6 separate regions of the Mus musculus genome follow, and regions 1, 2, 4, 5 and 6 are each linked to region 3. Evidence: chromatin contacts called from public Hi-C, HiChIP or PLAC-seq and promoter capture Hi-C data. All regions are on one chromosome and are shown on one strand. Each heading gives the region's core, a stretch centred on a gene start, on an enhancer-like site or on the middle of the called end of the contact. The rest is flanking DNA. Distances are from core to core; before and after follow the strand shown. Region 1 holds the start of Clk3 (CDC-like kinase 3). Region 2 has its middle 5.9 kb from the start of Gm46115. Region 3 holds the start of Scamp5 (secretory carrier membrane protein 5). Region 4 holds the start of Neil1 (nei endonuclease VIII-like 1 (E. coli)). Region 5 holds the start of Man2c1 (mannosidase, alpha, class 2C, member 1). Region 6 overlaps Edc3 (enhancer of mRNA decapping 3).

Region 1 (3,802 bases), core at 418-2,917, 300 kb before region 3:
TCAGCTGTCAGCAAGAAGTCCTCTCTGTAGAGAGAGTGGGGGCTGTAGGCAGATGGCCCTGATTTTTCCTGTTAGGATGGTAGGCAGGAAGACGGTCTAAATTATCTCATTTCTGACACTTGGGGTAGGGCAGGAGATGGGAACTTTTTGAGGATGTCGGCCTTAAACTGGAGGATGCTATTTTCCCGTAGCCATGGAAACATGGCTGGGCAGCATTGGTAGGAGGTGACGACACCACAGAAACCTGTGAACGAAGGAAATTCTATCAGTGTGGGCCTGGCCTCAGGTGGGAGCTGCATCTTCTGACGCCTGGATATTTCAATCTTTGGCTTCTAGGCTGGAAACCAATGGGGCAGGACTCGGGCAGAAGCAGTTGAAATGGCTGTTGAATGTCTGTGGGGTTGGAAGGTGACTATGAGTCAGTTTGAGTTTGCAAAACATAATCACCCAGCTTTTTAACTCAACCGCTTTTACTTGGTTGGTGATGAAGATGCCGGGCCATTACGTCAGAACCAGAGGCAAAGCTCTCTAAAGGCAGTTTCATCACTGCAGGGGGGCCTAGGGAGCCACAGCACCTGGTGGGCGCGCATCCCGTACGGGGAGGGGACACCTGGGAAACCCTGGCTGTCCGCGTTGAGTCAGCAAGATCCTAAAGCTATGCCCCGCCCTGGCCGGCCGCCGCAGCCTCGCGGACCTCGCGTGGCGTGGGGCAATTAGGCGCGGCACCCGCCCGCTTGGCTGCGCGACGCGCGGGGGCGGGGACGCTGTCAAAGCGAGGCCCAACCAAAGGACCGCGACTTGTATTCTCTTCTGAAAAAAAAAAAAATAAGACCTCATGATCCTGCCACGACAAAGCGTTGGACAGTAGGTGGGAGGGGTCTAGACTGGGTGCCTCACGCCCGATGCCGCAGCGAAAGGACGGGCTGAGTGACTCGAGTGGCAGAGCGGGAGCGCGGCGCGGCTCGGGGCTTTTGTGTGGCGCGGGTTTCCTAGCAAGACTGACAGCAAGACGCTCTGAGGTGTTCAAGGGAAGGGGACGATTTCTCCGTCAGACCCCACCGCCGAGGCTCGCGGGGATCTTCCCGGAGACTGCTCGCTCGAGCCAGCTGGGGCGTGGCACCAGGACTTTCAAAAAACCCGCACAAGCCGAGAGCAGAATGTGTCGTTTGCTTCTTGCGCGCAAGCGGAGTCGCGCCCGCCTTCCTCTGCCCGGGCGCACCGACCGCCTTCGTCTCTAGCGCCCTCCCGGGCCCCGGGAGAACAATGCCGGTCCTCTCCGCGCGCAGGAAGAGGCTGGCGAGCACAGCTGGGCCGCGGCGGGGAAGCGGCCCCAGCCTGGCAGTCCGGTGGGTTCCTCCTTTAGGCCCAGAGCCGTCCTCAGACCGTGGTCGCGCACCGATGCGGCCTCGGGGGCCTACGTGCAGCACCACACGGAGAGGGGCAGGCCGCGGCCCGAGGCTGCTCCCGGGACCTCCGGGAAGAGACCTCCACCGATGTCGCCCGGACCCTGGCGGGGCAGGCCAGTCCCCCAGAGTCTGCGAGTTCGGGGCTAGAGCGGTCAGGCCTCTGGGCCGGGTCGAGCCCGGGCCGCCGACGGCTGCGTCACGCGAGGGGGCGGTGCTGCCACGGGCGGAGGCCAGAGCCGGAAGCGGAAGAGGCGCTCGGAGTGGGGAGTGGGGCCTAGCCGCAGCCGGAGCCTGGGAGACGGTGAGTGTGGGCCCGAGCCCGTGGCCGGGCAGCTGGGGTGAGTCGGTGGGGACGGCCACGCCGGTACGGGTACCGTGCCACCCGGTCGGGTCTCGGCTTGGACCTATTTCCCTCTTCGGCCCACGTCAGGCCGCGGTCCCGACCTCTCACCCCTGACCCGCCGCTTCTCTCCCTGAGGGCGGTCACTGCAGACCCCTTTTCTGGTTCCCGCGGTGTTGGAGGCGGAGCTCCAGCGGCCTCGGAGCCGGCTGGGAGGCTTCCCTTTGGGTCCCGCGCCGGCCCGCTGGCTGGGTCGCGTCCGACCTAGGCTATCCTGGAAAGGCTTTCCCTGCCCCGAGCTCGAGGCTTAGCCCGCAGATCTCCTTCGCGCGCCGCCTGGAGTTTGATTCTGGCCCAGGCTGGCCATCCCTTTGGTCGCCGGGTCTTCCCTTGGCGGTTACGGGGAACGGGGCTCTGAGATCCCTGGGATTCGGGCAGAAGGAAGGGACTCGAGTGCGGGCCGCCGGCCCCCTCCGTGTTTTGTTATGATGGAACCGCTCCATCCCGGAGAATGGGCCAGACCAAGCCAGGAGTACAAATGTCCAGGCTGCTCCTCGGTCCGGTCGGGAGCCTCTATGCTTTAGTTCCGGGTGCGGGTGCCCTGATGCTTGGGTGGGAATTGCCAGAGTCTAGCCCCCATCAAGGCGGAGTTGGCGGCCTTCCAGTTTCCCTCCTCCGTGCCCTTGAAAAGGAGGAGCGTTTTTGCCCGGTGGCAGCCGCAGATTGCGAGGTGGCAGGTTTGAGGTTGCAGTGGTGGGGCACTGCCAGCCAAAAATAACCATGGGTCGCTTGGGTGGCAGGAATCCGGGAGGGCAGCCGCTGACCTGGCTGGCTGCTCTTCTTGTTAGCCCGGTTCTCTAGCCAGGAACAGCAAATGAGAAGCCAGAGAGGCCTGTGCTCATAGAAAAATTGGCATCCAGTAACTTGGTCTCATTGGTCACATTGCCTTTTTCTTCATTGTTCAGAGCAGAGCCTCCCAAAGCATAATTGTGGCCTTTACGTTTTAAAAAGCTTCTTTGCCGAGGACTCATGGAATCGGAGAATTTGTGAGAAATAGGCTCAAACGACCTGGCTGGGAGGAGGACATGGGCCACCTGGTAGCTCCCATTTTTCACCTGCCTGGGATGCGTTGCAAGGGAGATTATCTCCATTACTGCCTATGTGTGGTACTTCATGGCCAAAATATTGGGCCATCTTTGCCAGTATGAGAGGTGTTATCTTCATTTTTCAGGCATGACAATTTAGGTCTAGAGTGACTTGTATAAGGCCACAGGGCCAGTAAGTGGCAACACTGGGATCGAGTTCAAGGTTTCCTGCCAAAACTTCCTACCCGGTCCCTTGGAAGGAATTATAAATTAAGGCATTCAACATAGCCCTGAGTGTTAGCCGGAACCTTCTCAGTGCTAATGAAAGGCTGTCTTTAGTACTTCTTGTGGCCCAAACCTGTGCTAGGCTTTTGACTTTATAGGGCAGACATTTAATTCCTATGGAGCCTGTAAGAGATTATTGTTCCCTTGTTTCAAGAGGAGGCTGAAGCTTAAAGTGGTTTAATAACTTGCCTAAAGGCAACAGTGAAGTGGTATTGCTGTGGAGCAGGTTGGCATTCGACTCTGAGGCTGTGACTTTCCACTCAAGTAGACATATGTGGTCATAGAAATCCACTTAGGTCCCAGAAGGAAAATTTTGGTCTGCTGTAGATTAGACCGCATTACAACATCCTCCAGATAGGATGCTTAGGGTGCTCTGTCTGCCTGGTGAGGATGGGCAGGACCACTTTGCCTTTTGGGAAGATGTATGCCTGGCCAGTAGGTTGTCTTTTGGGTCAGTTGGTGAGACATGGGCTACTGCTTTCAGGCTACAGCCTGAGCACCTGTCATAAGGTCATGGGGTGGGGGACATTCAGATAAGTGTGAAAACAACAGTGCCTTTCTTAGGGCTCCCAGAGGTTTACATAAATTGCCTCCCAATCCTGCTCATACACAAGTACCTATTTCATCTTTGGACTGTGCTGGTGAGATGGAGCAGCCTTGATGGATTTGTTTAAAAGGTGCTTGGC
Region 2 (3,505 bases), core at 152-2,651, 260 kb after region 3:
CCAAAATATTCTCATTAACCCCTTTAAAAAAAAAGATTCATTTATTTATTTTATGTATATAAGTTCTGTAGCTGTCTTCAGACACTCCAGAAGAGGGCATCAAACACCATTACAGATGGTTGTGAGCCACCATGTGGTTGCTGGGAATTGAACTCAGGACCTCTAGAAGAGCAGTCAGTGCTCTTAACCATTGAGCCATCTCTTTGTTAACCCTTTTTAACCAAAAATAAATCCTCAAAAAAAACTTTCCCCCTCATACTTACTCTTTTTTAAAAATTATTTTTCTAAAAAAAAAAATTGAATCCAAATAACATACATGGCATGTTATAGCAAACTAAGATTATCTGTACACACACTGTAGTGGGCTACTAAACTATAATTATACCATCGCAGAAAAGTATTATTAATACTTCAGCTGCTAAATCTACTAGGAAAACTGGTCTTTGGTAACTTAAGATGAGCCATAAATTGTTATACAATGTATCTTTGTCCTAAAGGTTATGAGAACTGCTTAACTGCTCATTATCAAGAGTTGGAATCCTGAGGGCGAAGCCCATGTGACCTGATCTATGTCCTTCTCCAAACACACACACACACACACACACACACACACACACACACACACACACACACACAATATATGCAATATACAAAATACTTCAAAATATACATATATTATACATTTATGTATATATAATACACATATGTAATATACTATATATATAAAATAATACATATACATGTACACACATAAGTATGTATAGTAGGAAAGGGGGAAGAGAACTGTTAAATTTGTGATAGAAAGACCAGTTCCAAAATTTTGAACCAAATTGGAAGCAAGCGTTAATTAAATACTTACTGCGGTTATTGTGAGAAGGTGTGTCTGCTAGCTTGAGGAGCTTGCTGCCCCACGGAGAGAGAACTTTCAGGAATTTGCTGTCTGACTGAGAAGCTGCAGGCTCAAGCTTCTGAACTGGTAATGGATTAAGTTTGAAAGCAGTAAAAGAAACAAGTAGAAACAGTTAGAAGTGTACTTTGCTGTTGAAATAAGGGAAATATTTAGTTTGAGAATAATAAAGTCAAGTCTCTGAAGGAAGGAGAGAATTAGATTAAAACTGAAAATATATTTTGTTAAGATGTGGAATATACAATGGCAGAGGGCAAGTGGACCCGGTATAATTTTATTTCATATATCAGCATAGAAATATATGTTTGGTAATGACCACAATTTTCAATGCTCTCTTTAAGGAAAGATCAGAATAAAGCAGACTTTGATAAGGAGAAGATTGAGAAATGGAATTCCAGATTAAAAGTGATAGAACAGAGATTAGAGGATCCTGTAGATAAGAATAAAGAAACCTTCAGACAAATCCAATCTTGAGCCCACGGCGCCACCTACAGGATGGCCCATTAGAAAACCCACAACTAATTTTCCAGTTACTGTAAGAGAAGTAGCTCCAGGAGAGAGAAATCATACTGGCTTGAAGTATTTGGCTGCTGGCAGCCTATAGAAATACTAGACTTAAAAAGACTTAATGAAGCAATAATGTCTTATAGCATGCATTCACCCTACGTGAAACAGATAATAACTGGGCCATGCAAAAATTGTATAATTCCAAAAGATTAGAGAGATTTGATGTCATCCATGTTAGAACCTGGCCCTCAACTACGGTGGCTGACATGGTAGACAGATGAGGCTTCAGTTATGGAGCAACAGAATCAAACTAGAGATATTAATATTGTCAAGGATCAGTTGCTAGGTGGAGGTTAATATTCTGAACTAGAGTACAAATTATGTTTTTTTTGATGCCACCTTAAAGTAATGTCATTTAAATGCTTGGGACAAGGTTGAACAAGGGAAAATGATCTGGATCATTTACAAAGATAACCCAGGGTTCAGACAAACCCTTTGGCTGACTTCTTTTTTTTTTTAAAAAAAACAAAGATTAACTTCAGCTCTAAATAGAGCAATATCAGATACAGATGCTAGAGAAATAATTGAGTCTTTTGCTTCTGAGAAAGCTAATGCTGAATGCAAAAAGACTGTTAGATCTTTAAGAGCCAGATCTGTACCAATTTTTTAAAGATTTATTTTATTATTATTATATATATGTAAGTACACTGTAGCTGTCTTCAGACACACCAGAAGAGGGTGTCAGATCTCATTACAGATGGTTGTGAGCCACCACCATGTGGTTGCTGGGATTTGAACTCAGGAACTTCGGAAGGGCAGTCAGTGCTCTTAACCACTGAGCCATCTCTGGTACCCGATCTGTACCTATTTATGAGTGGATTAAAACTACTTCAGATATTGGATGTAATGCTTACAATTTAGTTGTGGATGGACAGACAATGGCAGAAGATATGAGAGCTCAGGCTGTCCAATGCTATGGCTGTGGAGAACCAAGCCAGCTCCTAAAGGACTGTGAGCAAACAGGATACATTTTTCTCTAATGAATGTCCCTAGGGGGCTGGAGAGATGGCACAGAGGTTAAGAGCACTGACTGCTGTTCCAGAGGTCCTGAGTTCAATTCCCAGCAACCACATGGTGGCTCACAACCATCTGTAATGGGATCTGATGCCCTCTTCTGATGTGCCTGCAGACAGTGTACTCACATTTTATAATAAACAAATTTTTTAAAAATGATAACCCTGGAATATGTAAAAGATGCAGAAGATGGGCACACAACGCTTATGAATGTAGTTCATCCAGAGATATTAGAGGCAATTCCTTATGGTCAGAAAACTGTCTAAGGGGCTTTGCTTGGGCCCCAACAAAAAACAAGAGCCATTTGTTCCCTATCAGCCAAGGAGAGACTGAGAAAGCGACTGGAAAAATTAAAACCTACTATGACAGACAGTGCTGCTCCAAACTTAACTAAACCATTCAATCAAGATGGTGTAGCTACAACAGATAAAACAAGAGGATTCAAGTACTAGACAACAGGTATTTCGGCAAACTGCTATAAATGATGAGAGACCAAAATTGTAGTAACAATTAGATGGAATTGAGATTGAAGGTCTAGTGGACAACTGGAACAGATGTAATAATAATTTCACAAGATCCCTGGAATCCAGCTTGGCCACTTCAAAAGGTATCTGCACAGTAACTAGGGATTGGGAAATTGTCTCAGGTAATACAAACTCTAAAATTGATTAAATGTATAGGACTGGGGGGCTGGAGAGATGGCTCAGCAGTTAAGAGCACTGACTGCTCTTACAAAGGTCCTGAGTTCAATTCCCAGCAACCACATGGTGGCTCACAACATCTGTAATGAGATCTGGTGCCCTCTTCTGGAGTGTCTGAAGACAGCTACAGTGTAGTTAGATATAATAAATAAATCTTAAAAAAAAGTGTGCCGGACGTGGTGGCACACGCCTTTGATCCCAGCACTCGGGAGACAGAGGCAGGCGGATTTCTGAGTTCGAGGCCAGCCTGGTCTACAAAGTGAGTTCCAGGACAGCCAGGGCCTCGAAAAACCAAAAAAAAAAAAAAAAATGTATA
Region 3 (3,962 bases), core at 845-3,344:
CTGTGTAGACCTGGCTGTCCTGGAACTCACTTTGTAGACCAGGCTGGCCTTGAACTCAGAAATCCGCCTGCCTCTGCCTCCCGAGTGCTGGGATTAAAGGCGTGCGCCACCACTGCCCGGTGACCCAAGCATTCTTATATAAAGTGTCCACCAAAGCCCTTTGTCTGGGGGGAGGCTGGCGCCTTGCTTCTGTGACTGGCAGAGAGTAGAGCAAAATAACCCAAGAGTAAAAACACTGTGCTCTTGTGCACAGCTGGAAGATACACTTTCCCCAGATGTTACCGTGGTGTAAATCTGCCTCCAGTGTGAACAGGAAGCCTGGACCTCTTTGACAAAGATACTGTCAGTGGGGGAAACTACAGCATGGCTGTCCCCTGACCCCACCCCAGGCCTCTGCTAGATGTTGTCAGCCCGATGTCCTGATGTTTACTCCACATCTGCTACTTGCTGTTTGTTCTTTTATTTTTGCTCGCTACCTGCCTAACATACTCAATCATTTGAACCTGGAAGTCCAGGGGCTGGAGAGATGGCTCTGTGGGTTGAGAGGACTGGCTACTCTTCCAGAGGAACCAGGGTCTTATGCCCATGACCCTAATGATGGCAGAACACAACCATCTCCAGTCCCTAGACGATTGTCCCATGTGCTCTTCCAACTTCCACAGGCACTGCAGGTTATATGGTGCACAGACACGTATGTAGGCAAAACACCCCGCACAAAATATAACAATGAAAAATTATATATAATTTTTATACATCAAAATAATCATAAAAAATAAAAAGAAATTGAAAATAAAAGAGAATCTGGTCTCTGTTTGAAGGCTGGGACTCTTCCTTCTGGCTGGTCTGGTAGCTTCTGCTGCTTCCTGTTCGGCCAGCTCAGCCTCCTTCTGGTCTCTTCTGCACTTGTTCTTGTCTGCTCTTCTCCTCTCCCTCCCTTCCCATGCCAGCTGTGGGAGTGAGGCCCCAGTGCCAGCAGGCTAGAGCCACACAATGGGCCCTTAGTCTGGGCAAAGAATCCCTGCAGTGTATCCCACCCACTGAAGCCCTCTTCCAGGCCCAGGGTGGTGTGGGTGAGGGATCGAAGCCATTGGTTGGCAGGGCAGGGGATGGCCTTGGCTGTGGAGGACCCACAGGGTTTTACTATGTAAACACCACTCACAATGGCAGCTTGTCTTCCTACCCCAGCCCCATGTCGCCAAGGAGTCTCGGAGCTACACTAATTCTGCACTTGTAAGCATTTACCTTGGTCCCTTCTCATTCTTGCTGTTAACATCTGTACATTATTATCTCTTTCCTTCTTCTTCTTTCTTGTCTTTTTTTTTTCAGAGCTATTCCTTATTCTTCTATTCCTTATTTCCCTTCCTTTTTGAGACAGTAGCTCATGTGTATCCTGGTAGTCCAGTACTTCCCCACTTGCTGTGTAGATAAACTGGCTTTGAACTTGCACTGACCCCATTGCCTGTGTCTTGGAAGGGCTAGGAATATTGATGTGAATCAACCCACACACCTGTGCTCTCTCTGTCTCTCTCTGTCTGTCTCTGAGATCTCACTATGTAGCTCCAACTGTCCTGGAACTTATGAAGATTAAGCTGCCTTTGAACTCACAGAGACAAGCACTCTGGATTTGGATCCCCGGAACTGGGGTTATGGTACTACCATATGGGTGCTAGGAATCAAACCCCAACCCTTTGTAAGAGCACAACAAGTACACTTAACCACTGAGCCATTTCTCCAGCCCCTCATCAAGCTGTCTCTTCCTCTTTCCCGGTACATCCCACAGGTCCCTGCGATTGGTATGGGGGTTATTCTTCCCACTTTGCAGATGTGGAAGTTAAGGCACTAGTTGCTGGCACTACTGTATGTTTCTCCTTTCTATGCACTCACTGTGCTCTTGTCCCCAAGGTGCCCACCTAGCACCTGGACGAGGAACGGCCGAATATTTAGCACCACGGACAGCTCCTGCAAGGTGCGGAGGCGCCGGTGCCTTGCTTCTCGCGAGCGCTCGTGGAATAGCCTTACGAGCAGTGTGGGAGTCTCGCGAGAGTGGTTGCAGCAGGCAGGGCGGCACGGGAGCGCGCGGGCCCGCCTCGGACGCGCGCGCACGCTCCCCGCCCCCAATCCGGGAGCCGCTCGCGGCCCGCTCCGCGCCTGATCGCCCGGTGCAGCGCAGCTCAGCGCGGCGCAGCGCGACTACCTTTCTGCAGCCGAGCGGTCGGGGCTGGTGAGTCCTGGGCCTGGAGACCCAAGGAGGGCACTGCGGGGAAGCTACGAGCTGGGTTGGAGAGGTGTCAGCGGCTCCAATTTTCTGCCTTCAAAGAGTCCCTCTTCATTTGAGGGGGTAGGTCGAGCTTCTGGAGAGGTGGGGAGTCGAGGTGACCTTTCCTGCTTGGGGTGGTAAGCGCTCTTTGTACACCCCTAAATCCTCCTCCCCATTCCTGTTTCCTCTTTCCTCTGTCCCCGCAGAGGGAGCCCGGGATTTGGGTGACGTCAGGCCCTTGGATGGAGCCTGGGCTTTGGGCCCTCCACCCCACAAACCCCGAGTTCCACCTGGCATTCCCTGGAAGCCGGCCTCCTCCTTTTGGGATGGCGCATGCGGCCGGGGATGGGAACGTCTGGAATCTAGTGACCGTGGTATCACAAAAGGCACCTGCAGGTGGACCCAAGTTGTACTCATCCCTGGAAGGCCGACCTTTGTACCGCGGGTCTGAGCAGCCTGGTTTTTGGAGGAGGGGGATGGGTGCACTGCCTAGGGCCCGGATACCACCAGGGCTTTGGGGAGTGGGATGGGGGTGCTGGATGTAGCGCATCCAGCATTAGCACCAGTCAGTCACGAGGAAGGAGGGGAGATGTGTAAGAACCAATCCCCGTCCTTGCCTTGAGGTTCTCCTGATCTGGAGTCTGGGGGAGTCAAGTAAGACTAGGACTGATAATTGGTTGTTAAAGGCCGACTTGAGGAGATCAGCAAAGGCCAGGGCTGGAGACAGAGACAAGAGGCAGCAGCTGTCAGGAGGAGACTTTCTGGAGGTGGGATTTGGAAGGAGGCAGAGGCGAGAGAGGGCATCTCAGTGTGGTAATGGACAAAGTTCAGAGGTGGGCATGAAGCACTGCTGCTCCACCCCAGCCTGTCTGTGGTGTGTGTGGGAGGGATGGTCTAGAGAAATGTGCAACCCGTGCGTTACCCATTATGTCTTCTCCATCAGGACTGTGAAAGAGGGAGATGATTCTGGCAGGGCCACGGTTGGCAGAGAGATTTTGCTTGGGGTTGCTAGTTTAGCGTCTGTGGGAACTTGGAGAGATAGGACCAGCTCTCCATTGCTGAGAGAGAACCGTGGCAGGGATGGGCCATCGAAAATGGAGTGTTAGTAGAGGGGATTAGGAGTCCTGGGACTTGTGGCCATTTCTATTTTTCTTTCCTTTATGTTTTTAAATTGTAATCTACATATACATATATATGGGTGTTTTGCCTGCTTGTATGTGCACCATTGTGTGCAGTGTCCTCCGACCCAGCGTTGGAGCCCATGGAGTTACAAATGGTTGTAAGTTGCCATGTGGGTACTGGGGAAAGTTTGGTCTTCTGGAAGTGCAGTCAGGGCTCTTAATCACTGAGCCATCTCTCCAGTGTGGTTGTCTCTTTAGCCCCCTCTTTGGCTGGTCACTGCTGAACAAGTTGATACCCCTCTCTGGGTATCTTTCTGCTAACACTTTCTCTAGGGACAAAATAAGTGGACTAAGTAGTGACCTCCCTTGAGGAAGTGTCTTGTTCTGTTTAAGAGAACCCTCTGAGTTCTCCCTTTTCCCTCTTCCTCTCTGCCTGTCAGGCCTCCTCTCCACGATACACTTCCTGCCTTGCTGTCAGTTTGGGGTCTGAAGCGTTCCTGAAGGAAGTGATACAGCTGGCTCAACAGAAGTGCTGGCCTTTGCCTCTTTAGGGGAAGGCACCCGTCTTCCTGGGGAGGATATCC
Region 4 (3,482 bases), core at 922-3,421, 320 kb after region 3:
ACCTGACCTTCACAGATACACACTCCAGGGCACATGTGAACCCCACCCCCACATGGTAAAAAGCAACATTAAAATGTTAAGCTGGGAAGCCGGGGAGCAGCGGTGCACACCTGTAGTCTCAGCACTCGGGAGACAGAGGCAGGCAGATCTCTATGAGTTGAGGCCAGCCTGGTCTACAGAGAAAGTTCCAGAACAGCCAGGGCAAGGGCAGAGAAACCCTGTCTGAAAAACCCAAAGAAAAAGGGGGAAAAGCTGAAGCAGAGACAGGTGGATCTCTGTGAGTTCAAAGCCAGCTTGATCTACAGAGCCAGTTCCCAGGAAAGCCAGGGCTACATAGAGAGTCCCTGCATTTTAAAAAAAGATTTTAAATGTTGATGTGAAAGTGGATATTTGCATGGTGGTTGAGAAACAATCACAGGTACATACCCAGATGTCCTCCAGGCGTAAACTGCATAAACAAAGTGGCTTCTGTACAGGAGAGAATATTTGAATTTCACGAAGAATGAGCTACTGAGAATAACTACACGGGCAAATTAGGGAGCAGAAGATAAAATATACTCCCTGATTTGTGACAAGAACAGTTAACACGGGCCAGCAAGATGGCTCAGGGGTAGAGGCGTTTGCTTTCTGAGGTGGGAAACCCATGTTATAGCCAGCATCTAGAACCTCAAAACTCCTCTTAAATGGAGAGGGAGATGGGAGGTGCAGGCGGGAGAGCTGTTCAGAAGCTCTGGGGCCAGCCAGCCTGGAGTGCAGTACAGCAGCATAAACAAGAGAGGCCTGCTTCAACTGGCCAGAGAGACCTGACTCCGACTTCCGCATGTGCACTGTGGTACATGAATACCTCCCACACACACACACACATCATATACACAGCACAACGACAATAAAAAAGAATCCAACAGAGAGTTTGCTGTACAACAGTGTTAGCTACAGACCGCATGCTGCACTTGCTCATCTTAGGCAACTGGAACTTTATTCCTACTATCAACCTCTCCTCCCCTACCCCATCTTCAACAATCTTTCTCCTCACTCTGTGTGTCTGATTAATGTGGACTTCTCACATAAATGGAATCTCAGTGTTTGTCCTTCTGTAACTGACCTACCTACCACCTAGCATAATATCCTCAAAATCACCTATGCTGCTACCTGTGGCAGGCAGTGTATAATATTCCACTCTGCTTATATTCCACACGCTGTGTTTCTTAAGACATTTTTATCATCTCCCTCCCCACCCCATGTGTGTGCGAGCTTGCTAGTTCATGCTTGAACACGTGAGTACAGCCGCCTGATGAGACGGGAAGCCTGTGGAGGCCATTCTCATTCAAACCACGACAGTGGCCCTTTCCTATCATCCCAGTTCTTACTGAGGAGGCTGAAGAGAAGATCAGGGGAAGCTGGGAACCAGTCTGAGGCCCAGGACAATGAGGAATACATAGCAAGACCCTCTCTTTAACCGTCCTCTCCTAAAAAATATAAGAAATGAGTAAATGGGTGACTGGAGGAACAAGAGAAATAAGTGTGTAAAAGGGTGAGTCTCCGCTGTTGGTCAGCACAACGCACCTGCAGAGGCTTTCTTTCTCTTTTATACGTTTTAATAATGCTGCTTCCATCTCCCAGGGACGTTTGAGGCTTAGCCTCACCAATGTTTCTCTCCTCTTGTTCTCCCCTAGCCTACCCATCACCACTCACCCCTGCGGCAGCCACACAGGCCTTCCTCAGCTTCTGTTCCTGAACTTTGAATCGATCCCTTGTGCCTGGCAAAAGGTATCTTGCCGACACTTTTTTTTTTTTTTTTTTTGCCTGAGGTTGTGACAGTCAAACCAAGCTTTTGTGCCTAACTCCTGACTTTACCTAGTGCTGCCCCAGATATAAGCCCCTGTGGTATTGCCGGATGCACTCCCCCCTCTCGGCCCCCTAGCTCCCGCAGGCCGTGATAAAGTTGTTTATATGTTACATCTGACTGCTCATTGACACGGCCATCTTGGGTCCCCAGGGATTGTTTATCTTGCACCTGTGTATGCCTCGCATACAGCTGCTTGTGGCTCTACACAGCGCCGTTTCCGGCTGCTGGCGTCAATCCTGGCCAGGCTAACTGGTGACTTCAACTGCAGACGCAGCTGCGACTCCGGGCACCAGTTCGGAACAAGGCTCTGCTCACAGTTCTTTCGTCACCTCCGGGTTACGCGACTGCTCCAAAGCTTGCCCAACACCCGGGATTCTCATAAATAAGGAACTCCATTCCATACTGCGCCGCCTGCCTGAGAAAACTACATTTCCCAGCAGGTACCAGAGTGTCTCTAGCCTTTCCCAGCGTGCTCTGAAGTTCGGCAGACTGCTGGGATTAACCCCTTACTGGCTGCTGCCTCAGGTTGAGCAGTAACCAGAGCAGGTATTCATTCAACTTTAATGGGGGCGATTCGGGGTCTCAGTAAAGGTGAAGATCTAAAGGATCTGGGAGCCCGGGAAAGACAGAGAAACCAAAATTTTGTTGGGTGTGTGCGCTATCTCACACCTCGCAAAACTAGGACTCTGAAGGTTTTCCGCAAACCGAACCCTTTTTGGTGCCAAGCCCCCAACGCGTCTACTTTAAAACCGCCCGTCTTCCCTACCTACCTTCTCCTCAGATCTTGCTAGTAGCAAAGCGCGAGGTGAGGGATAGAGGAGGGTGGTGAGGACAAAGAACGAGAGCCCTGTCCTTCCTGGCACCCCAGGGATCCATGAGAACAGGGCTGTGCACAGATTGGAGCTTACCCTTCTCCTACTTCTGCCTCCTGTCCTGACAAGAAGGCAGCCGGGAGAAAGCCTCTCTCTTCTGCCTGGGTGACCATGGCAGGCTAGGTCAATCCCATTGGTCCAGCGCACATTTGAGTTTCTACCTCCATGGATGTAGACAGATTCAGGGCCTGATTGAGCTGTAGTGGATGAGTGACCCGAGCTTTGCCTTGGGTGCCGTGAGGTGCTAGAACAGATGCTGAGTAGCTTTGAACTTTGGGAGCTCCTAAGTTAAGATGTGGATTAGGGAGAGAGAAGGCCTCCTTCAAACTTCCTACTGTGTGTGGGATGGGAGGCAGCAGGGGCAAAGGCCAGGAGTTGGGGAGGAACAGGTTTGTAAGTGGGTAGGAGGGATTGGGGGACACAAGGTAATAGGCTCCAGCAAGAATCTGAACTGTATTCTAAAGCGAGGTGTGGAGGCCATGGAAGGAAAGCACCAGTGAGCAAGACAGCCATGTGCCTCCCAGCTTCAGCTTCCTGGTACCCAGTACCTTGGATGGGTGGCCAGGCCACCATTTCTTTGCCTATCCTATATGGCGCTATGCCTCTCTGTGTCTCTGACTTTTCCTCTGTACAAACTTGGTAATAATTCCTACTGAACAAGACATTTCTGGCACGACCTGTTGTCCTCTTCCTACTACAGGGCCCAGCCATTCCTCCTTCAGAATGCCAGAGGGCCCAGAGCTGCACCTGGCCAGCCACTTTGT
Region 5 (3,591 bases), core at 697-3,196, 340 kb after region 3:
CCATCTCTCCAACCCCCTCTGGTAGCCTTTTTACCCATGAATATATAAAAGAAAACCCCATGGAGTGAGGCAGATATATTAATACAGGTCTATAATTCTAGCTACTTGGGAGGTCCATGGTAGAGAATAACAAGATCAAGGCTACTATCAGGGATCATTCAGCAAGACCCTTTCTCGAATTAAACGGGAGGTGGGAGATGGATTAGCTCAGTGGTGAGAACATTTGTCTAGAATTTGTGGTGGTTCTGGGTTATATTAATTAAAAAAGAAGCCCAAGGAGTTTGAGATAGATTGGTTCATCCTCAGTGTTCAGTTAGGTGGGTGCCATCGAAGAGAAGAAAGTTGGATAGGGCTCTGACTTCTTTTTTTTGTTTTGTTTTGTTTGTTTGTTTTTTTTTTGTTGTTTTTTTGTTTTTTCGAGACAGGGTTTCTCTGTATAGCCCTGGTTGTCCTGGTGCTCACTTTGTAGACCAGGCTGGCCTCGAACTCAGAAATCCACCTGCCTCTGCCTCCCGAGTGCTGGGATTAAAGGCGTGCAGCACCACGCCCGGCTAGGGCTCTGACTTCTTTTAGGACCCAGTTACTGGACTTTGAAACGGAAGCTGCATGGACCAACAAAGAAATGTCTTAGTTTTTTAAAATCTATAATGGATATAAAGTGTCATCACATAGCATTACAAAGATTAAACCTGGTATGACATTTAACATTTAACATCTGGGGAATGTGAAGTGCAGTTAAAAGAAATTCATTATTCATGGGAAGATAACTTAATACCTTACTTTATATCATTTTAGAATGATTTGAAGTTTCCCCCAATACATATGTACTATACACAATAAAACTAGCTTATGAAAACTGGGGATTTATAACACTGGTGTCCAAATTCTGGTGGCTTACAACCATCTGTAATGGGATCTGATAACCTCTTCGGGTGTGTCTAAACACTGGCAATTTCCTCAGTTCCGAAATCATGAAATTACTCTGGAGACCCATTCATTCAGCTGTGGCTTCTCCAAAAACCAGGCTAATCTGTGGCAGTATCTGGCTCTAAGAGAGGACACCTCACCTGGACAGGTTCCCCATCACGCCAGACAAGGCTTTCTCCATCGCTTTCCCAGCAAAGATGAACTTCCTGGCCCACCCAAACTTCAGGGATGACCAGTTCTACCCGAAACCAGCAGGTCCACCATCTGTAAGAGAGCCATTTTGATGGGCCTAGGAGTGGAAACCCTCGGCTTTAAGATGTTCTCCATGCATGTGCAGCATCAGAGAAATGGTCAAAGAATAAAGGGAAAGGGGGAGAGGCAGCAGGGATGAAAATACTCAAGTGAAGACGCCGAAGGATAAAGGAGCTTCTCTCAGCAGAGGGCGCCACTCTGCTATCTAGCAGACTAGGGTTTGGTCGTGGGGCGGAGCTTCGCCAAACTGGGCGTTACCCACGTGGGTCCGAAGCTGTCGCCGACCTGCGCAGGGCTGAAGTTCTGCTGCACCGCCTTCTCATAGGGAAGCCTCTCGGGCGTCAGGAAGCTGGAGAGTGTCACCGAGCAGCTGTCCCCGAAGAGCCTGGGCAGGAGCAGCTGATGGGCGCATGCTCGAAGCCGCCCCTGTCCCACCCGTGAGCCAGCGGATGGCTGGGGAAACGCTCTCCCTTGGCTAAGGCCGTGAGGACTGCCTGGCAGCTCAGCAGCACAGACCAACCTCTACCGTTCGCTCCCCAGCCCCTGGCCTGGCAGTGGCGGGAACTTTGTTCCGCGGCCCGGTTGGCCACGGCCTGGGTTTCCCTCCGGAAGGGAAGGGGAGAGCGCGCGGGTGTGGTAGGCCAAGGACCACACCTGCCGCGAAGGTTACAGTCGGTGAAGTAGATCGGGGACACGAACTTCTCCACCCGCTCGAAAGTGGTGCGCCAGTGCTTCAAGAACGGCGCTGCCGCCATGGCGATGCGCCTTCCCTCCCCGGAAGATCCTTGGTGCTGCCGGCTCGTTGCACCGCTTGGAACCAAAGGTTCCGGCATCCAACCAGCTTACAGACCCGAGCAGCTTTTCTGGGAACACCACGGCTTTTGCAAGAGGCTGGCTCTGGGGAGCCTCCCAGTGAAACCCGGAAGCTGAGCCTTCGCGGTTCTCACCTCAGCCTTGCTGTCAGACAGCTGGGTAAATTATTTTAAAATACAATGGTAAGTTTGAGCTGGTGGTGTGGTTCGGTAGGGAGAGTGCTTGCCTAGGATGCACAAAGTTCACAGACCAGGAAGTGTAAATTGGAGTAATCTGCGACAATGTAGCGCCTTTGAGTACAGCCTGAGCTACTTGGTATTCTGAAGGAAGGGCTAGGGAGGGAACCCCTGGAAGGGCATGGGAAAGGTTTAGTTTTCCATTCTCTTCACTTACTCAAGCATTGGTAACTGCATAATATGAAAAGCGCAAGGCTACTTCGGGTGTTTTCAGAAATACAGAAAAGGGGCTTTGCACACCAGTAATCCTCCATTACATTACATGCATCACCGTTGCCCATTACCCCAATGTCCAGAATTTTGATCTAACGCAGGTCAACAAGTGCAAGGAAGTTTGAATGCTAACCTCCAGCTTTAACGTTTGCAGGAGTCTGGAAGAAAATAATACAGGAGGAATCTAACTAGCCTGCTTTAATGGAAATAACCAGGTTTACATTCCAAATGCAGGTTACCCAGAAAAATGATCAAGTAAGAAATATACAATGCCAATTAAAATAACTTGTCAAAACTTGAGCAAAGTCCCTTGTTTTATTGGTCACAAGGACTTTTTCTCCTAAAAGGGCCCTGAAATCTTACCCTGACCTGCAGGGAGGTGCAGTACATAGTACATAGGTAGCAACTGCCAAGGCTGCTGCTGGTCAGACCCATGCTCCCCATCCTTCTAGGCCAGCAGTCTTAAGGAAATAGAGGGGGAGAGGTGAACCATAGCTGAGGAAGCCAGACCCTTTCTTCCTGGCATGCTGCCTCAGCCACTGCCCTACATTTTCCCATTAGGCTTGATTACTTCCAAGTTTCCTTGTCCTCCTATGAGAAAAACACCCTAAAAGCAGGATATGGTGACACACACCTGTATTCCCAGAATTCAGGAGTCCAAGGCAAAATTCATGAGTTTTTTTTTTTTTTTTTTTTCAAGACATGGTTTCTCTGTATAAGCCCTGGCTGTCCTGGAACTCACTTTGTAGACCAGACTGGCCTTGAACTCTGAAATCCCCCTGCCTCTGCCTCCCAAGTGCTGGGATTAAAGGACTGTGCCACCTTTTGAAAACCTAGAAGTCAAATTATTTTTCTTTATGGTGGTGTTGGGGATTTTAAAAACATTGTTACAATTTATTTGGTTGGGGGTGGGATATGTGGGGCCTGGGGCTCAAAACTCAGGTCTTTAGGCTTAGTGGCAAGAACCATACCCAGCTGAGCCATCTCACTGACCCCAGGACTGAGGATTTTTAAATGGAAGATAAAATACCTGGTTATGACTTGCTAGGTGATGGCTGTCGAATTCTATGACAGCTAGTCTGTTGTTCAGAAAGTCCAGGCCAACCACATTTGAGCCCCCACCCCACCCCAATGTTATGGATCACGTTTA
Region 6 (3,982 bases), core at 1,163-3,662, 270 kb before region 3:
CACACACTTGCCCAGTTTATTCAGTATTGAGAATTGAACCCAGAACTTTGTATATGCAAGGCAAAAACTCTATCAAGTGAGCTTTATTCTAGGCCAAATGCCAGCCTTTTAAGAATATGCCTTTCTGGGGAGGTTGTAGTACGCCTTTAATGTCAGCATTCTGAAGGCAGAGACGGTCCAGTCTCTGTGAGTTCGAGGCCAGCCTGGTCTGCAGAGTGAGTCCAGGAAAGCCAGGGCTGTGTAGAGAGCCAGCCTCCTCCTCCTCCCTGAGGCACAGTGTACTTGAGAATACATGGCAACCTACATTACTTGTTCTAGATCAGCAGTTCCCAACCTGGGTCACAACACGGAGGGCACGGAGGAGGGGAGAGGGGAGTGGGGTGGCAGCGGCAAATGCCTTTGCGCAGAGGTGGCCTAAGACCATCAGAAAACAAAATATTACAATTCATAGCAGCAGCAAAAGTACAGTTATGAAGTAGGAATGAAAATTATCTCATGTCAGGGGTCACCACAGTGCAAGAAACTGCATTAAGGACTGGCAGCACTAGGGAGGTTGAGAGCCACTACTCTAAAAGCAAGGAGGAATGTGCTCTCCCTCCTCAGCAATCCAGCTTAGGCCACTATAGCATCCCATCACAATAAAACAATATCTTTTCCTAAAAATGGAAAAAGTCACCTTGAACTTTAGAGTTTTCTTCACAAACAGGCTGCTCCTCTTTTCCAAGAATCGGAACAGATACTAATTCATCCTCTGACCCCTTTAAACACTGCCATTCTTATCAATTTCTTGGTAGGAGGTCACACTCATTTGCTCTCTGCTTCCTCTTATTTCTCTCTTCCAGGTAGTTCTTCCTCTTAGCTTAAGAAATTCAGCCAGCAACTTGTTTTCTCAAGTAACATTGTCACTTTCTCCCTATGCACACTACCCAACCTTCTAGCCATCAAGAAGGTCTACAGTGAAACAACGTCAAGCTTTACTTAAAAGAACATTTTTTTTTCATTCACCAGAAACAAAATTCTAAGAGTTCTGAAGTTTATGTGGTACACATCACATATATTAGCGCCTGCAGACCAGTAACATCTTAGAGGTCAGGGAACCAAGCACAAAGCAACACCAAAGTAAAAACTTGTGATCTGAAGCCCTTTCCTTAATAACATAGGTCTTGTTCTCCCAAAATAACAATGTCATCTTCCAAATGCAATGGCCCAGAAAAGCAGGTCCACTGCCAGGAAGACCTTTTAGCTTCCCTGTCTGAACTGGGCTGGAGAGATGGCTCAGAGGCTAAGAACACTGGCTACTCTTGAGAATACATGAAGACCTATGTATCCAGACTGGAATCCCAGCACCCACATGGCAGTTCACAATCATCCATAACTCCAAAGAATCTGACACTTCTGGCTTCTGTGGGCATTCATATATGTGGTAGTCACACATGCAGGCAACCACCCATACACACTTAAAAAACACAAACAACAACAAAACAGGCTCTAGTAAGTCATCAGAGGATTGCATGCTATCTGTGTCAGGCATTTTGGATCCCAAATTCTTAACTCCTTCAAGTAGGGTAGTGACCCTTTTATATCAATAAATAGCCATGATTCACTGAGCTTGTTGCATCTCTGTCTTTAACACAGGCATGGTCTCACCAATTGGTCAAATGTACAGACACAAACCTCACACTATTTATGATCTAGTCTAAAAACATTAGTTTTCTTGTGGATTTATCATCATCCCATTGCTCTAGCATTCTGATTAGAAAAATCTGCCTGCCCACTGGTCATTTCTAGGGAAATTTCATTTATTTCTATTATGAATGCAGCCTTGGATGTGTAGATTGCCCAAACCAGACACAAGAAGGATATTTGCTGTGGGTTTTGGCAAAAGGAACCAAGTGGAAAGCCCAAGTCTATGGCATTTAGGCCTGTGTCTTCTCAAGTAAGGCAGAATAATACAATTTAATGTAAGGAAGACATAATGAAAATTGCCTAACATTTGTCAAAATAAATGTCAGCTGAGTGCTTCTGCCTGCCTGCCTCTCATGTTTGTTATGGGCAGAGGTGACAAACAGTGCCATTAAGAACAAGAGCCTCTCTTTCCACCCCTTTCTAAAATGTAAGTCACTGGGGTCCCAGGTGCCAAGGCTAAAGGTGCAGCCTGACCTTACATGTCAAAAGCTGATTAAAACGGCCATGTTTAATGGCCTGCTTTAGACAGACACATATTATCAGAACTAATTAGGAAGCCCTGATAGCAGTAAAAAGGCTGGCTGAATTTTCAAGACTCCTAAGCTGTCCTGTCCAATTAGCTGCACACCTACCTCAAAAACCTCTTTACCTCCAAAGTCATGCAAAGGAGAGCTTTCACTCTGTCTACACTCCCTCACCTACTTACCTGAACAAGTACGACTGGTTTAAAATGGGTGACCTGCTACACTGTAAATCAAGCTTTTCAAGCTCTTATGCTGTACAGACAGGACACTCTCTGGGAACAAGGAGATTCATTTTCAGCCGGTTCTCCCCTCACAGTCTTAGAGAATATGAATGAAGCTCTGGAGATAAGGGGAAACAAGCAGTTTCTACCCTGGCTAGGTGCTACTCCAGCTGGGAACAGAGTCTCCTACCGTCTCCCCCGGTCTGTAATGATGGCTGGCATAGTTTGATAGCTAGCCTAGAGTGAGGTGGGGTAGGATCCTCTCTGCCTGCGGTCCTATGCTGGGGACCTTACTGGAGCCTGCTCTGTTTGCTTCTCCAAAAGGAACACACAAGAATCCAAAAAGTTCCTCTTAAACATTTATAAATAAAGTTCAAGAAGCTAGACAGGCTTATCAGAAACAGGCAGGAGGAATAAAATAAGCCCCAAAGGAAAGGAAGCAAGAACATAGCGTGTATACTGCGAACAATAACACTGGCCATCTGAACATGGGCCAAACCTAATTATGTTTGGGTTGGAAGGTGGATCTTTATTGTTTGCAAATCAAGGCAGTCAAATCAGTTGCTGGGTTTCTCTGAATATCGTATTTTACAGCTGTACTGACTAAAGGCAGAGCTAACCGTATCCAGTCATGACAAGCGCAGCATTTGTAACGCTCCCATTAACTTCTAGGTATCATGGAAAACAACTCAAGCGCACACTGCATAGGCCAGGAAACGAGGCTCCTCTCTGCACACTTCTACAGCCTGGCTGGGCTGACTCTTGGGTCGTAGGACCCAGTGGTCTAGCACTGCATGTGTCTGCCACTCCCATACTGTCACTTGTGCACTCTGCCTTCCGGTCCACAGCACTGCAGACTGTGTCTCCTCACAGACACACCTGTCCTGATACTCTCCAGGCCCCAGTCCGGCAGTACTACATCCAAGCTTCCCTCCCGTCCACCCCGTCCAGCCTTCCTCCTGCCTGACTCTTACAGCCAAGTGCCTCTCAGTGTAATGCAATCTTTACACAAAGGTGGCTCCTTAGTGGGAGAGGTTCTGTGCCCTGTATCTCATCAACAATGGACACAGCTCCACTGATGGGCAAGGGAGTCCTCTGGATCTGTGAACTGAGTCTATTCTGTGGCAGTCCCAAAATGGGGAGTCTCGGGGTAAGCATGTCTTCCTTTTACGTTTCAAAACCACCTGCAAATTAGCACCTTCAGACTAGCAATGTATAGGCAGCCCCTCCAGATCAATATTAAAGCTACCACAAAATGCAATGTGGCATCAAAAGGAATTGTTAAGAGAAGCCTAATACTATAACAAACATTATCCTGGCACAGGAGGCCTTCCGTTCTGGCTGCATCTATCCCACATCCTGTACTTCAGACACCTCGTCTATCAGGCCCCAGCTACCTTGCCAGCTTCTAGTCTCTATTCCAACAGTTCTTTTGGGAACTTTTAGCTTCCCTCTCCTAGTATTAGAATCTTCTCAATTTTTACTTTAAAATATTTTTATTTATTTACTTATTTGTGCATGTATGTCATGGTATATATGTAGAAGTGTTAA

Evidence for each region. Promoter capture Hi-C pulls out the DNA fragments that hold promoters and counts their contacts. A called contact is a pair of places that touch in the nucleus more often than the background predicts. HiChIP or PLAC-seq counts read pairs in DNA pulled down with a chosen protein or histone mark.
Region 1: an H3K27ac HiChIP or PLAC-seq map of microglia shows a contact between it and region 3, with 6 times the contacts expected there. The contact joins the promoter of Clk3 here to the promoter of Scamp5 in region 3. A contact is called at or near these places in 6 of 39 promoter capture datasets (the C10 cell line, cranial neural crest, embryonic stem cells and 1 more), 3 of 484 Hi-C or Micro-C datasets (embryonic stem cells and stem cell-derived neurons), 4 of 115 datasets of contacts at active chromatin or transcription factors (astrocytes, large pre-B cells, microglia and 1 more) and 3 of 9 other capture datasets (adipose tissue, embryonic stem cells and liver).
Region 2: a Hi-C map of bone marrow-derived macrophages shows a contact between it and region 3, with 20 read pairs. The contact joins the enhancer-like site here to the promoter of Scamp5 in region 3. A contact is called at or near these places in 8 of 39 promoter capture datasets (the C10 cell line, the HPC-7 cell line, cranial neural crest and 4 more), 1 of 15 datasets of contacts at CTCF or cohesin (large pre-B cells), 2 of 484 Hi-C or Micro-C datasets (bone marrow-derived macrophages and nephron progenitors), 4 of 115 datasets of contacts at active chromatin or transcription factors (bone marrow-derived macrophages, embryonic stem cells, microglia and 1 more) and 4 of 9 other capture datasets (adipose tissue, embryonic stem cells, liver and 1 more).
Region 4: a promoter capture Hi-C map of liver shows a contact between it and region 3. The contact joins the promoter of Neil1 here to the promoter of Scamp5 in region 3. A contact is called at or near these places in 7 of 39 promoter capture datasets (the C10 cell line, the HPC-7 cell line, cranial neural crest and 4 more), 1 of 484 Hi-C or Micro-C datasets (bone marrow-derived DN3 thymocytes), 17 of 115 datasets of contacts at active chromatin or transcription factors (the 230-238 cell line, T-cell acute lymphoblastic leukemia, astrocytes and 11 more) and 3 of 9 other capture datasets (adipose tissue, liver and pancreatic islet).
Region 5: a contact with region 3 is called in an H3K4me3 HiChIP or PLAC-seq map of bone marrow-derived macrophages, with 4 times the contacts expected there. The contact joins the promoter of Man2c1 here to the promoter of Scamp5 in region 3. A contact is called at or near these places in 3 of 39 promoter capture datasets (the C10 cell line, cranial neural crest and neural stem cells), 2 of 115 datasets of contacts at active chromatin or transcription factors (bone marrow-derived macrophages and fetal liver) and 3 of 9 other capture datasets (adipose tissue, liver and pancreatic islet).
Region 6: a contact with region 3 is called in an H3K4me3 HiChIP or PLAC-seq map of fetal liver, with 5 times the contacts expected there. The contact joins the enhancer-like site here to the promoter of Scamp5 in region 3. A contact is called at or near these places in 7 of 39 promoter capture datasets (the 3T3-L1 cell line, the C10 cell line, embryonic stem cells and 2 more), 5 of 484 Hi-C or Micro-C datasets (B cells, the G1E-ER4 cell line, the HL-1 cell line and 2 more), 3 of 115 datasets of contacts at active chromatin or transcription factors (embryonic stem cells, fetal liver and microglia) and 1 of 9 other capture datasets (liver).

The regions. Positions count from the first base shown.
Region 1 is chr9:57,762,979-57,766,780 of GRCm38.p6, reverse strand. It overlaps Clk3 (CDC-like kinase 3), which reads left to right and starts at 1,667. Exons shown (of 13, transcript NM_007713.5): 1 at 1,667-1,707.
Region 2 is chr9:57,207,382-57,210,886 of GRCm38.p6, reverse strand. No RefSeq gene overlaps it. Among named protein-coding and RNA genes, the nearest start is that of Gm46115, 5.9 kb to the right of the region's middle. Within about 2 kb of position 1,401, at least 1 of the 459 cell types and tissues checked has an H3K27ac peak or open chromatin away from gene starts, as enhancers often do. A contact at or near this core is called in bone marrow-derived macrophages, where this site is marked.
Region 3 is chr9:57,466,192-57,470,153 of GRCm38.p6, reverse strand. It overlaps Scamp5 (secretory carrier membrane protein 5), which reads left to right and starts at 2,094. Exons shown (of 7, transcript NM_020270.3): 1 at 2,094-2,221.
Region 4 is chr9:57,146,994-57,150,475 of GRCm38.p6, reverse strand. Neil1 (nei endonuclease VIII-like 1 (E. coli)) reads left to right here and starts at 2,171. Exons shown (of 10, transcript NM_028347.3): 1 at 2,171-2,392; 2 at 3,419-3,482. The coding sequence starts at 3,442.
Region 5 is chr9:57,129,132-57,132,722 of GRCm38.p6, reverse strand. Man2c1 (mannosidase, alpha, class 2C, member 1) reads right to left here and starts at 1,946. Exons shown (of 26, transcript NM_028636.2): 1 at 1,834-1,946; 2 at 1,442-1,564; 3 at 1,068-1,191. The coding sequence starts at 1,934. Man2c1os (mannosidase, alpha, class 2C, member 1, opposite strand) reads left to right here and starts at 1,433. Exons shown (of 2, transcript NR_102289.1): 1 at 1,433-2,174; 2 at 2,596-2,741.
Region 6 is chr9:57,735,686-57,739,667 of GRCm38.p6, reverse strand. All of the region lies in intron 4 of Edc3 (enhancer of mRNA decapping 3), which reads right to left. Among named protein-coding and RNA genes, the nearest start is that of Clk3, 27 kb to the left of the region's middle. Within about 2 kb of position 2,412, at least 13 of the 459 cell types and tissues checked have an H3K27ac peak or open chromatin away from gene starts, as enhancers often do.